2 separate regions of the Canis lupus genome follow, and region 2 is linked to region 1. Evidence: chromatin contacts called from public Hi-C data. All regions are on one chromosome and are shown on one strand. The core of a region is the stretch at or near the end of the contact, and the rest is flanking DNA. Distances in the headings are between cores, read along the strand shown. Region 1 overlaps STARD7 (stAR-related lipid transfer protein 7, mitochondrial). Region 2 holds the start of FAHD2A (fumarylacetoacetate hydrolase domain-containing protein 2A).

Region 1 (5,348 bases), core at 1,434-3,933:
AGCAGCATCATGAGGGAAGAGACAGAGTCTGTAGGAATCCATGTGTAGGCTTCCTCTTGCTTACTCACTCTCCTGTAAGAGGTCACACAGAGCACATTCTCCTTCCAGCAGCAAAAATACAGCAACATGTATATGATGTTTCTGCCCAGAGAAGCTCATTGGAGGCTCTGTACCCAAGATTTTTTATTGGGGTTTGGTCACATAGGGATCCTCTCCATAGCACATACCAAAATTCTAGATGCGCCAGAAAGAAAGCAAGTATTTAGCATAAAGTGGATGTAGTGTTTGTACAAACAGACGACACAGGGAGCCTCTCTACCAGTTAACTGTCGACTGGGAATACTCTGGGAGCCAAATTCCCAAACACCACCTGAGGGTCAGCCTTGCAAGCTGGCCTTTCTACAGATAGCGACCTATGCAGTTTTCAGTATTAACTCTTGCACAGGGTAAAAAAATGGCACCAGAATGAGATCATGATTATTCTGTGGTACTGGATGTGGAAGCTCTGGTGAGTAATTCAAGTATCACTGTTTTTGCTGTTTTTCTTTTCCAGAATGGCTTTGACTACTTGTTGACATACAGTGACAATCCCCAGACTGTGTTTCCTCGCTACTGTGTTAGTTGGATGGTTTCCAGTGGTGAGTGGGTACTTGTATACAGGGCCTGGAACCTGGGTTGATCACTTTGTTTCTCTCTAGCTCTTAATGGCAAGCAAGAGGATTAGTGCTTGTCTCATGGGAACACTATTGGAGAAATTAAACATCCTTCAAAGTCTCTTGAATATTATGAAGATAGTGAAGCCTCCAACTGGGGTTTGGAGGGATGAAAATTGGGGAGTCCCAGAAAACATGTGTCTAGAAGGGAGTTTTAAGAAGAACATTTGCTAAATTCCTCAAACACAGACTGTGTACATTAATGCATTTAACATTTTTTCTTTTTTTAGATAGTGTTGGAGGCCATAAAATCTAGGGTAGAAAATGTGGTCGTTATAGGACAGTAATTGGGAAGAAGGGGCCACCACGTGTCTTGAGAAAGGCTACACATCACAGCTATAACTGCCATCTTTTCTTTCCAATTCCTTTCTTTAAAAAGCATCCTGACATGATTTTCTTCTGCTTTTCTATAGACAGCTTCTGATTCCTCAGGAGAATGGAGAGAAGATTAAGTGTTTCTCTTTGGTACTTACTTAAGTAAAATTGGCAAATAATAGGCTATGCTACTGATAACTGATTTTAATCACCTAAAAGCCTTTTGGGATTTATGTGGCTTGATTGGGACCCCTTTACAAAGGATCTCAGAGGTCATGGCTTCTTTTCACTCCCCAAACATTTTGGGAGGCAACTATCACTCAACAGGTTGACAATCAGGTTGTAATCTTTATAAGAAGGAATTGGTTCCCTGCCATGAAAGAAATAGGGCCTTCTAATTTTGAGCCTACTTTTGGTTTATATTTTAGCCTACCCAGATTTCCCTCTCTCCAACCAGGCATGCCAGATTTCCTGGAGAAACTGCACATGGCCACTTTGAAAGCCAAGAACATGGAGATCAAAGTAAAGGACTACATCTCGTCCAAGCCTCTGGAAACGAGTAGTGAAGCCAAGGCTACCACCCCGTCTTCTGAGCGGAAAAATGAGGGTAGTTGTGGCCCTGCCCGGATCGAGTATGCTTGAAGGGCTTTGGGATAAGAAGGGACAGGCTACTTCTAGCCCTGTCTTGGTCCCTTTTCTGCTACAGAATGGGAACACATATTAGAAGGTGTCTGCTGTAACCACCAGTGCAAGATAACTCAGTAACTGGTGTCCAATTTCATTCAGAGCCCTTGTTGCTCTTTATCAAAACAGAAGAAGGAGGCATCCATGGGGGCGTTGTCATATTCTCAGGCCAAGCATTTTGCGATTCAGTATTTCACTGAGCTAATCTGGAACAAGCCTCTCACCTCAGGCCAGAAGAAGACAACTTCTTTTTGCTTCCTCTGAGTAGTTTCCTCTGCCAACATTCCAGTTCCCACCATTGGTTCTGCAGCACTTGGGATTTCCTTCAGTTCTGAAGGTCCAACTGGAAAGTGCAGTTGGCCGGTTGAGTCTCCAGTGAGGGGTCATTGGGAATGCTCTTGGTAACTGTCCTAGTGTTGAATGGATGTGAACTGTTGCTTGGCAGTGTAAGTGCCTTGTCCTCACCCTGCTTCTGTCTTTAGGGACATCAAGTTTGTACCAAGAAATTTCTCTGTGTCTCCCAAATACCACCCCATTGACTCGTCCTACCCAAAGCAGTTTCCTTTGCATTGGCCAGTTCTGTATTCATGCACTATATTTGGATCATCGCCTCGCCTCCTTCCTTAGCTTATCCACCAAGAACACTGGGAAATGAGTCCTTTTAGGTGGTAGCTTTCGGTGTCATCAATGTTTTGATAGAGTTAGTGGCGATACTTAAAACATCACACTTTAGGGTTTTTTTTTTTAACCTTTGTGTCAAAAAGTAGGAATTGGAAGTGGAATAGGATTTCTCCATAGTCCCACTGTATAGAAAACACAGTTTTGATTCAGGCATTATTTTTCACACTTCAGATTTGACTGGATGCTGAAGACTTGTCCATCTTGGAAGGCTAAAGGCAGAGGAATGGGGGTTGGGCCACTCCCTTGGAGCTCTCAGAGCAGTAGACAAGTCGTGTGAACAGATAGATGTAATCTTGCCCTAAATACTAATATAATGGGGATGTGGTTTATGTGACCTCTTGTTCCTCTGCAAAGTTTTTCTTCCTCTTTTCAGAGTTAAAATGAAAGCAAACTATGCTGTTGGGATAAAGTCACAATCAGATGGTATCAGTTTGGCCTGGCTGATTTTGCTTTGGTTTTGCTGCAATCTGACAGGAGAATAGGGATCAAGTTTTAAATAACTCCCACCTCTTTTTTTCCCTAGAATGTAAATGGATGGATTCTTCCCTTTTTTCCCCACTTGCTACCCTTTTGTGTTGAAAGGGGGATCTAAACTTCAGACTAACTCAAACCCCTCAACATTTTTGTTGCCTGTTAAGTTTTGTGCCAAGGATATAACTGCCCCCATGTTTCGTGTCTTGCCTTCTCTCAGTGATTGGCAGAACAGAGACATATGCTGAGTAGTCCCAGCTTTTCATTGATCATTTCTCTCTTCTCATCCCCAGGACTTGACAGAAGCCAGGGAAAAGTTCCTGGGTTATGTCTGAACATACCTGTGATTGTTGGGGTATGGATGGGTGTGGGCAAGAGTGTATGAATGCACAGGCGTTAAGGAGCTGTGTATTGCTCATGTTCTGATTTTTGCAACTCGACTCTGTACTTGGAGTCGGTCTGTACAATTATTATGTCATTGTAATGATTTCACTTCTAACTGTGACATTTTTATCAAATGTGTGAATAAATATATAAAGATTGGTACAAAAGAGTGTTTGTCTTTGGACATATGGTGGGAAATCTTGTATATTGAGCTGCTTGTTTCTTCCTGATCGGAAAGTTGAAGAGTATTTCTACATAGGGCTGGCACATGAAAGTAGCAGGGTGTGGTCTTCCTTGGTAGGGGCTGACACACAACTAACCACCTTGCCTTGACCATGAACCCTTTCTAGGTGACCAGTTTGGCAACTGAAAGCAAACCATCTATTTCTACTTCCTTGTCTTGATCTACTAACCCATATCCTTTGCTTTTAAAGAAGGATCAACTTGAGGAAACCGTGTTTGAGCTTTGCTGACACTGAAACTTGGAGCAAGGAAAGAAGGAGAAGATTTGAGCATGCCAGGTCTAGTGTAGGAGGCAGACCAGGGCCCTGGCTGGAGAGGGAGGGTGGTGAGCTAAAACCCCACTTAGCTTGGTGGTAAGGCAGTTTTGCTAGAGTGTCAGTTTGTTGCAAGGCAATTGATATGTTAGAGACACTTTAGAGCATCACCTAAGTTTTGAGTTTATGTGTGATTCTGCCTGTGGGAAACAGTAGGTGAATACAAATGTACACCTGAACTGTTAAAACACTTTTCTCTAGATTGTTCTATAAGATGATCACTGGAAAGCCATCTCTACTTGTAGACTACTTGTTAGATGTGTGTTTATGGGTGCCCATGCATCTGTATAATCTTAAATTTGGGAACTTGGTGGTTCTGGCCTCTGCTCTGTTGCAGAGGCCCCCTACATGTGACATCCCTGGTGTGGTTCTCTAGGCGCTGTATTAACACTTCCACTGAGAAGCACCTGTTCTTACTGAGCAACATTTCCATTGTTGGACAGTTCTTTCAGGAAGTTTTGTACATTGAAACCAAATGTGTCACCTCAGCATCTACCCATGAGTCAAGTGGGTCAAGCCCTGTCTTTGGAGCGACACGAGGAAAATGTTTTCATGGGATAATACTTCACATTTTTGAAGACCGTGCTCGTGTGACCCTAACCTTTTCCCAGGCTTCATGTCACCAGCAGCTTCAAAAGTCCTTCCAACTCTTTATTTTGAAAAATTTCATATATATCGAAAAATTGAAAGTAATAATAAAACCTTGTATACCCTTTCCCTACCTTTGCTGGTTGTTAAACTTGCTATAGTGTATGCTTTGTCTTTATAAATAGACTTTGCTGTGGACTGAACTGTGTCTCCTTAAAATTCATATGCTGAAGTCCTAAAGCCCAATGTGAGTTTTAGAGATGGGGCCTCTGGGAGGGGATTAGATTTAGATGAGGGTGTGAGAGTGAAGCCCTCACTGATGGGATTAGTCCCCTTAGAAGAAATGCCAGAAGTTTGCTTGTTCTCCCTCTACTATTGTGAGGAAACAGGTAGCTATTGCAAGCCAGGGACAGTGTTTCACCAGGAACAGAATTGGGCAGCATCTTGATCTTGGACTTTCAGCCTCCAAAACTGTAAAAAATAAAGTTATGTTTAAGTGATCCAGTCTGTGGTATTTTGTTATGGTAGCCTGAGTACTTTTCATGACCTTTTGAAAATAAGTTGCAAACATCAGGATATTTCCCCTCTGAACAGGTGTATGTTAATGCTTTTTTATGATATAATAAAGATTTCTTTGTAACCATACTAAGTAGCACATAAATAGCATATCTAATTTTTAAAAATGATTTATATTTATTTGAGAGTACAAGCAGGAGGGGCAGAGGGAGAGCGTTTTAAGCAGATCACACTGAGTATGGAGCCCAATGTAGGGCTCGATCTCACAACCCTGAGATCACTACCTGAGCTGATACCAAGAGTCAGATGCTTAATGGACTACACCACCCAGGCATCCTTTAATATTTAGTAATTCAGTCCATATTAAAATTTCCCCAGGTGTCCCCCAAATGACTTAACAGCACACTGCCCTCCCCCACCCCCCCAATCCAGGATCCAA
Region 2 (5,672 bases), core at 2,677-5,176, 150 kb after region 1:
GGATTGGAAAGCCCTCTCTTCCACCCCTTCTCCTAGTCACCCTTCTCCATCCTTGGACACAGCTACTATGTCCTATGGAGCTCTTCATGGTTGCTCTACATATACTCTTCTCCTCCTGTGCTTTTTTTTTTTTTTTACACAAATGATAGTACACTAAATACATCTTTTAAAAATATATATTTTTGGGAGATATCCGCATAACAGTATATAGCTTTCCCCTTTTTTGATATGACTGTGTATACCTGCACAGTACAGATACACCCAATTACCTGATGAGGGACATGGAAGTAGTTTCCAATCTTTTGCGACTATGACAATATAGGAAACATACTTGTTACCAACACTGCGCTGTCAAAACATTTGTATTTTTACCAGTTTAATATGTAAAAATAATAACTAAAGTGGTTCTTATTTTATTGTTTATCAGATTCCATACAGCTCCTGGCTTGAGGGAAGTCCCTACCTAATCTAGCCCAAACCCAAGAACCACCTTTAAGAACATCTCTTTGCAGTCCTCTCTCCTCTAAGGAGCCAAGCGTTCAAAGACTCCCTCAAGCTTCCCAAGATGCCTCCTGGGAGCCCAGGTCCCAGACTCCTCAGGTAGACAGGAACTTAATCCCCTGGGGAAGGCAGTGTGACAAAGGAGAGTTCTGGCTCCACCACTGAACGTCTGGCCTTGAGATAGTTAATCACCATCCCTGGGCCTGAGGATGTCATACAAGATTTCTAAGGCTCTTCACTAAGAGAATAGGTGAGAAAGGAAAGGTAGGGTTACCTTCCTCACTTGCAAAAGAGTGGTTGTTTCCCAGGGCAGGAATAGGGGTGGGAAGGGGGAGGGGTAGCACGGCAGCCATTGTAGGGCTATGCTGCCTGCTGATTTACCTTCTTGCCACTGAGAGAGTAGCCTCTCCCTGCTCCAGGAACTCCATCATCGTCTTGGGCAGTGTGGGGTCAAAGGTGTTGAGATTGATGACCCCCCCGCCATTCCCTGACTCCAAGCCCAGGTGAGGTCCCAACAGGTGGGGTGCTTGGAACTGTACCAGTCTCATATTTCTGGAGGGTTGAAAGGGCCACTTCTGCGCCTGCAGCAGAGTTGTGAGCAACTTTCTACAGGAGACCAGCATCAGAACCTATGAAGAAAAACGTGGGTCCTAGGGGACAGAGGACACTGAAACCACCAGCAGGATCCATAGTTCTCTGAGCTGCAGCCCAAGCCCTTTGGCCTCATCAGCCATCCCTGCCTGACACAGCACACTCCTGGAAGTGGTCCACATTTATTAGTTGTTTCACCCTGTTACACTTTATAATGTGATTTTTTGCTCAATTCAATGTGTGGAATGAAACATTTCTAGAGGACTACTTCATGCCAGGCATTAATCTAGATGGCAGGGATTCCAGCATTCCTTCAACCAGTGCTTTCTGAAGGCTTACACTGTACCTGGCACCACCAAGGCACTGGGCAAACTAGAGATCAGACACCCTCGGCTCTGCCATCCTGCTTTCAGGAGAGACTGATGTGAACAACTGATGTCATAAGTAAGACCCAACAACTGGGACTGCTGCTGTGAAGATAAAGTATCCTGCCTTTGTCTAGTTTCTCCGAGGAAGTTGTGTTGTGCTGAGCTAAAATACGCAGGACTAGAAATTAGCTAAGAGTAGGGCCCTGCATGGACAAGTGACCACTGGTGAAACTGGCTTCACAGCTTTCATAGGCATGCGTACATGCATTTATCTATTATTTATCTATTTGAGATTTTATTTCAGAGAGAGAGAATGCATGTGTGCGCGGGCAGGGGGAGGAGCAGAGGGAGAGGAAGAAGTACAATCTCTGCTGAGCAGGGACCCCGATGCAGGGCTGATCCCAGGACCTTGAGATCATGACCTGAGCCAAAGGCAGACACTTAACCAACTGAGCCACCCAGGCACCCCCACTGGCATAAAAATGCCAGTTTGATCCTATAACCCCTCTACTGAAAATGCTTTCTACTGCTCACATTACCAAGTCCAAACCCCTACCAGGCTATCCTAGCCTTCTAGAAGCAGCCCACACCAACCTCTCCAGACAGTAATTATTTAGTTTCTCCTGCTGAAGTTCAGGCTACCTGAGGGAAGAGGCTGTAGGCAAAGAGCAGGACCTATAAGCCTGATAGGCATCACTGGGCTGTCTCCTCTCTGGGTTCTGGGACTACATCTGTCTCTTTCACTGCTGAGTCCACGGTGCCCAGCACTGTACCTGGCACACAGAAGGCCTTACACTACACTCTGCTGAATGAGCAAATGTGAGAAGTCTGCATTGACTTTTCACTACTTAGGAAAGCTTGGTGATTGTCAACATGGCTGTGTCTTCCCTTCTCAAATCACTTAGAAGGTATCAACAGGGCTCAGGTCCTGTTTTGAGTTATAGGCTTTACTCAAAGACAAACCCCATTCTCTTGTTTGTTTGTTTTTTTTTAAGATTTTATTTATTTATTCATGAGAGACACACAGAGAGGCAGAGACATAGGCAGAGGGAGAAGCAGGCTCCCTGCAGGGAGCCCGATACAGGACTTGATCCCAGGAGCCAAAGGCAGATACTCAACCACTGAGCCACCCAAGCGTCCCTCTTGTTTTTAAGTTTGTCCTTCATTCCAAACAGTCCCTGCCCTGCATGGTCTTGCTTTAAAAAGTAGCCCTTTATGCTCAGGCACGTGGAGGTAGTCCCAGATTCCTGGTCCTCACCTGATGGTTCAACTTGCCATGTTCAGTTAAAGACTCATTAGACCCAAGTCACTGATCTGACCACTGCAGTGGCCAAGGAGTTCAACCAGAAAACCAGGAGCTTTGAAATTTCCACCCTCCTGTCTTATACAACCATGCTGTCAAAAAAATCTGTTAAAACCAAAATGCATGCAGACGCTCCACACACTGATGAAATAGTTACTGCTCTCAATGAATGCCAGGTCTTATTTTAAGTGCTTTACCTACAATGCCTGATTAGATTCTCTTGACAATTGTGGAAGGTAGGTACTGTTAGCCCCACTTCAGATGAAAAAAACAGGCTTAGAAAGATGAAGGGATTTGTCCAAGTTCCCTAGGAGAGAAAAGACCCGGGACTTGAATCCAAGTGCAGGTGACACTGAAATTCTTGGCTTGGGCTAAAGTATTCAAGAGGTGGTGGGGGTTGGACCTCCAACACATCTAGAGGCCCATGGACACCTTGTCTGCTGTCAGCGGGGGAAAATGTGGTCACAGGCTGGCTGCTGCTTCAGGGATAAGGCTGGTCACCTGCTCTCCAAGATTACCCCAGGCCCCGCGGACTATGCCCTTCCCACATGACAGGTACGGTCAGGTTCTCATTCTGCCCGATAGCAATCCCCTCTGGTACAACGTCCCATTTTACAGAAGCAGGAATGAAGCTTAAAGAAATCATCTGCCAAAGTACTAATTAGAAAGTGGCTCTGGTGCTTTTGCGGTAATTACCACCGTGCAACAGAGCACGAGCCCAATTCAACTCTTAGAAAAGGGTCCTTAGGCAAAGAGGCAGAGATTCCAGGCAGAAACACACAAGCCTCGCAGTCTGAGACATGGGGCGGCACGTTCCACCACGTTTGCTCGGCCCCCTGCCCCAGTCCCCCAGCTCAGTCCCCGGCGCTCAGCGGGACCTCACGAGGGCCCACCCCGTCCCTGTAATCTATCTGCAGCGGCCCAGGATCCGGGGCCCGTGCCCACCGCAGCGGCAGACGGGGAGGGAGGCTGAGACCCGGCCCGGCCCACACCCGCAACCTACCTGGCCGCGGCGGCCGGTCTTGCCAAGCGCCCCGAGCTGTCGGGTTTGGGCTCACGGGGTTGGGGGCAAAGGTCAGCAGGCGCCTGCACACCTGCACGGCGACTGCGCCCAGCGGCTGCTCAGACACTTTCGCACGGGCGGGCGCTCCCTGGTGACGCCAGAGAGCAACAGCCAATAGCAGGGCGCCTCGCTCTGCCCCGGAAGCCAAGTCAGGGAGGGGGCGGGCCTCGCGCCTGAGGGCGGCCGGTCTCTCTGGGGTTTCCTCAGGCGTCTGGGCGGAGCTGGGGCAGGTGGGGCCAGCCTTTGCCTGAGGCAAAATTCCCGGACACTTGAGGCTCCCTGCACCTGCAGCGATCTGACAGCGAGTGCTTCCTGAAAATCTGCGGCCACCTGCGTTGGGTCCTGCTTCGGGCCACGCACCATTTAGATTGTTGGGAAAAGGTGGTGGAGGAGACCAAATTACGGCGTCCTGGTTCACAGCGACGAATATCTGTTTTCTGATTATATCACTGAAAAGAGGAAGAATGATTGCACCCATTCTGCATATGGGAAACCCGAGGCGGAAGTGCTTTGCTCCAGGTGGCACGAGGAGTGTGAGTAGTGGAACCAGCGATTTTGACCCCAAGTGCAACCTTTACTCCCATTTTCAAGCAGCCTTATCTTCACATACACTGTGTTGGGCCTAGGGCAGGAGAGTGGGAAGCATAACCTCCAGAATCAAAGAACAGGCATTCTAGTGCACGTGTTGTTTAATTAAACAGGCAGTTACAATCCAGTACGGTTGTGGGGCTCTGGCATAGGGAGACTTACAAAGGGATCTGGGCAAGATGCCCAAGACTTAACCATGGGCCAGATCATCCAGGGCTTTACTTGTCCCAAGAAAGGGAGTCTGAGCCTTATCTAAGTACACAGGAGACCTCACGGGGTGTGCCATGGTTGGATGTGCATTTGAGAACTTTTGCTCTGGCCACTCTTCTAAGGCAAAGTGTCCGGATAAGAGTGATGCAGGTGACAGCAATGGTGCAGGTGGGTGGCTTGGTGTGTGGCAAAGATGGTAAGAATCCAGAGATGTTTACAATGTACAACTGACAGCCCTCAATGATGATGACAAGAAGTAGGTGTGAAAGGGGGAGGAGGTCCAAGGCCAATTCCTAGGTCTCTGGCCAGGAAATGGTACTGCCATTCGTGGAGACTAGGGTTCTAGAGGGGCAGCAGATCTGGGGAGAGGATGGTGAACTCAGTTTTGGATGGGCTGTATTTAATGTGCCTGTAACACATTCAAGGGAGCACTGCAGGGTAGGCAGTTGGAGACACAGGTCTAGGAACTTAGGGTTCTAGTCTAGCTTGAAGGAAGAGGTCTGCATATGGATAGAAATGAGGGTAAATCTGATCAGGAAGACTGTGGTAGAGAGAGCCTGGCATAAACCCCAGTCAGGGGACCCATCATGTAAGGATCAGGGAGACAGGGCGACAGGGGAATACATAACTTAGGCAAAGGTTTAGGACCACACCTTCCAAATGCCAAGGAAAGGACTTCTGCTTCTGGACAAGAAAGACACAGGTGATGTCATTAAAGACCATCATCTAAAAGATAGTAAGAGGATACTATGAACAAATCTACATACATAAATTTGACAACCTCAACGAAATGGATCAGTTCCTTGAAATACAGCCCATCACAATTCACCCAAAATGAAAGAGATAATTTGGATAGCACTGTATCTATTAAGCAAATTGAATTTGCAACTTAAAACTCCTAAAAAAGAAACATCCGGTCCCAGACTGTTTCATTGGAGAATTCTACCAAATGTTTAAAGAATGCACACCAATTCTACATAATCTATTTCAGAAAATAGGAAGGAACATGTCTCAATTCGTTTTATGAAGCTAGTATTACCCAATATCA

What was found. A called contact is a pair of places that touch in the nucleus more often than the background predicts.
Region 2: a Hi-C map of blood shows a contact between it and region 1, with 2.5 times the contacts expected there. The contact joins the promoter of FAHD2A here to the enhancer-like site in region 1. A contact is called at or near these places in 2 of 9 Hi-C or Micro-C datasets (amygdala and blood).

Annotation. Positions count from the first base shown.
Region 1 is chr17:34,728,943-34,734,290 of UU_Cfam_GSD_1.0, forward strand. It overlaps STARD7 (stAR-related lipid transfer protein 7, mitochondrial), which reads left to right. Exons shown (of 9, transcript XM_038561379.1): 7 at 554-638; 8 at 1,486-1,635. Among named protein-coding and RNA genes, the nearest start is that of STARD7, 21 kb to the left of the region's middle. Within about 2 kb of position 2,684, at least 2 of the 20 cell types and tissues checked have an H3K27ac peak or open chromatin away from gene starts, as enhancers often do. A contact at or near this core is called in blood, where this site is marked.
Region 2 is chr17:34,878,438-34,884,109 of UU_Cfam_GSD_1.0, forward strand. FAHD2A (fumarylacetoacetate hydrolase domain-containing protein 2A) reads right to left here and starts at 3,927. Exons shown (of 8, transcript XM_038561396.1): 1 at 3,767-3,927; 2 at 883-1,151. The coding sequence starts at 1,124.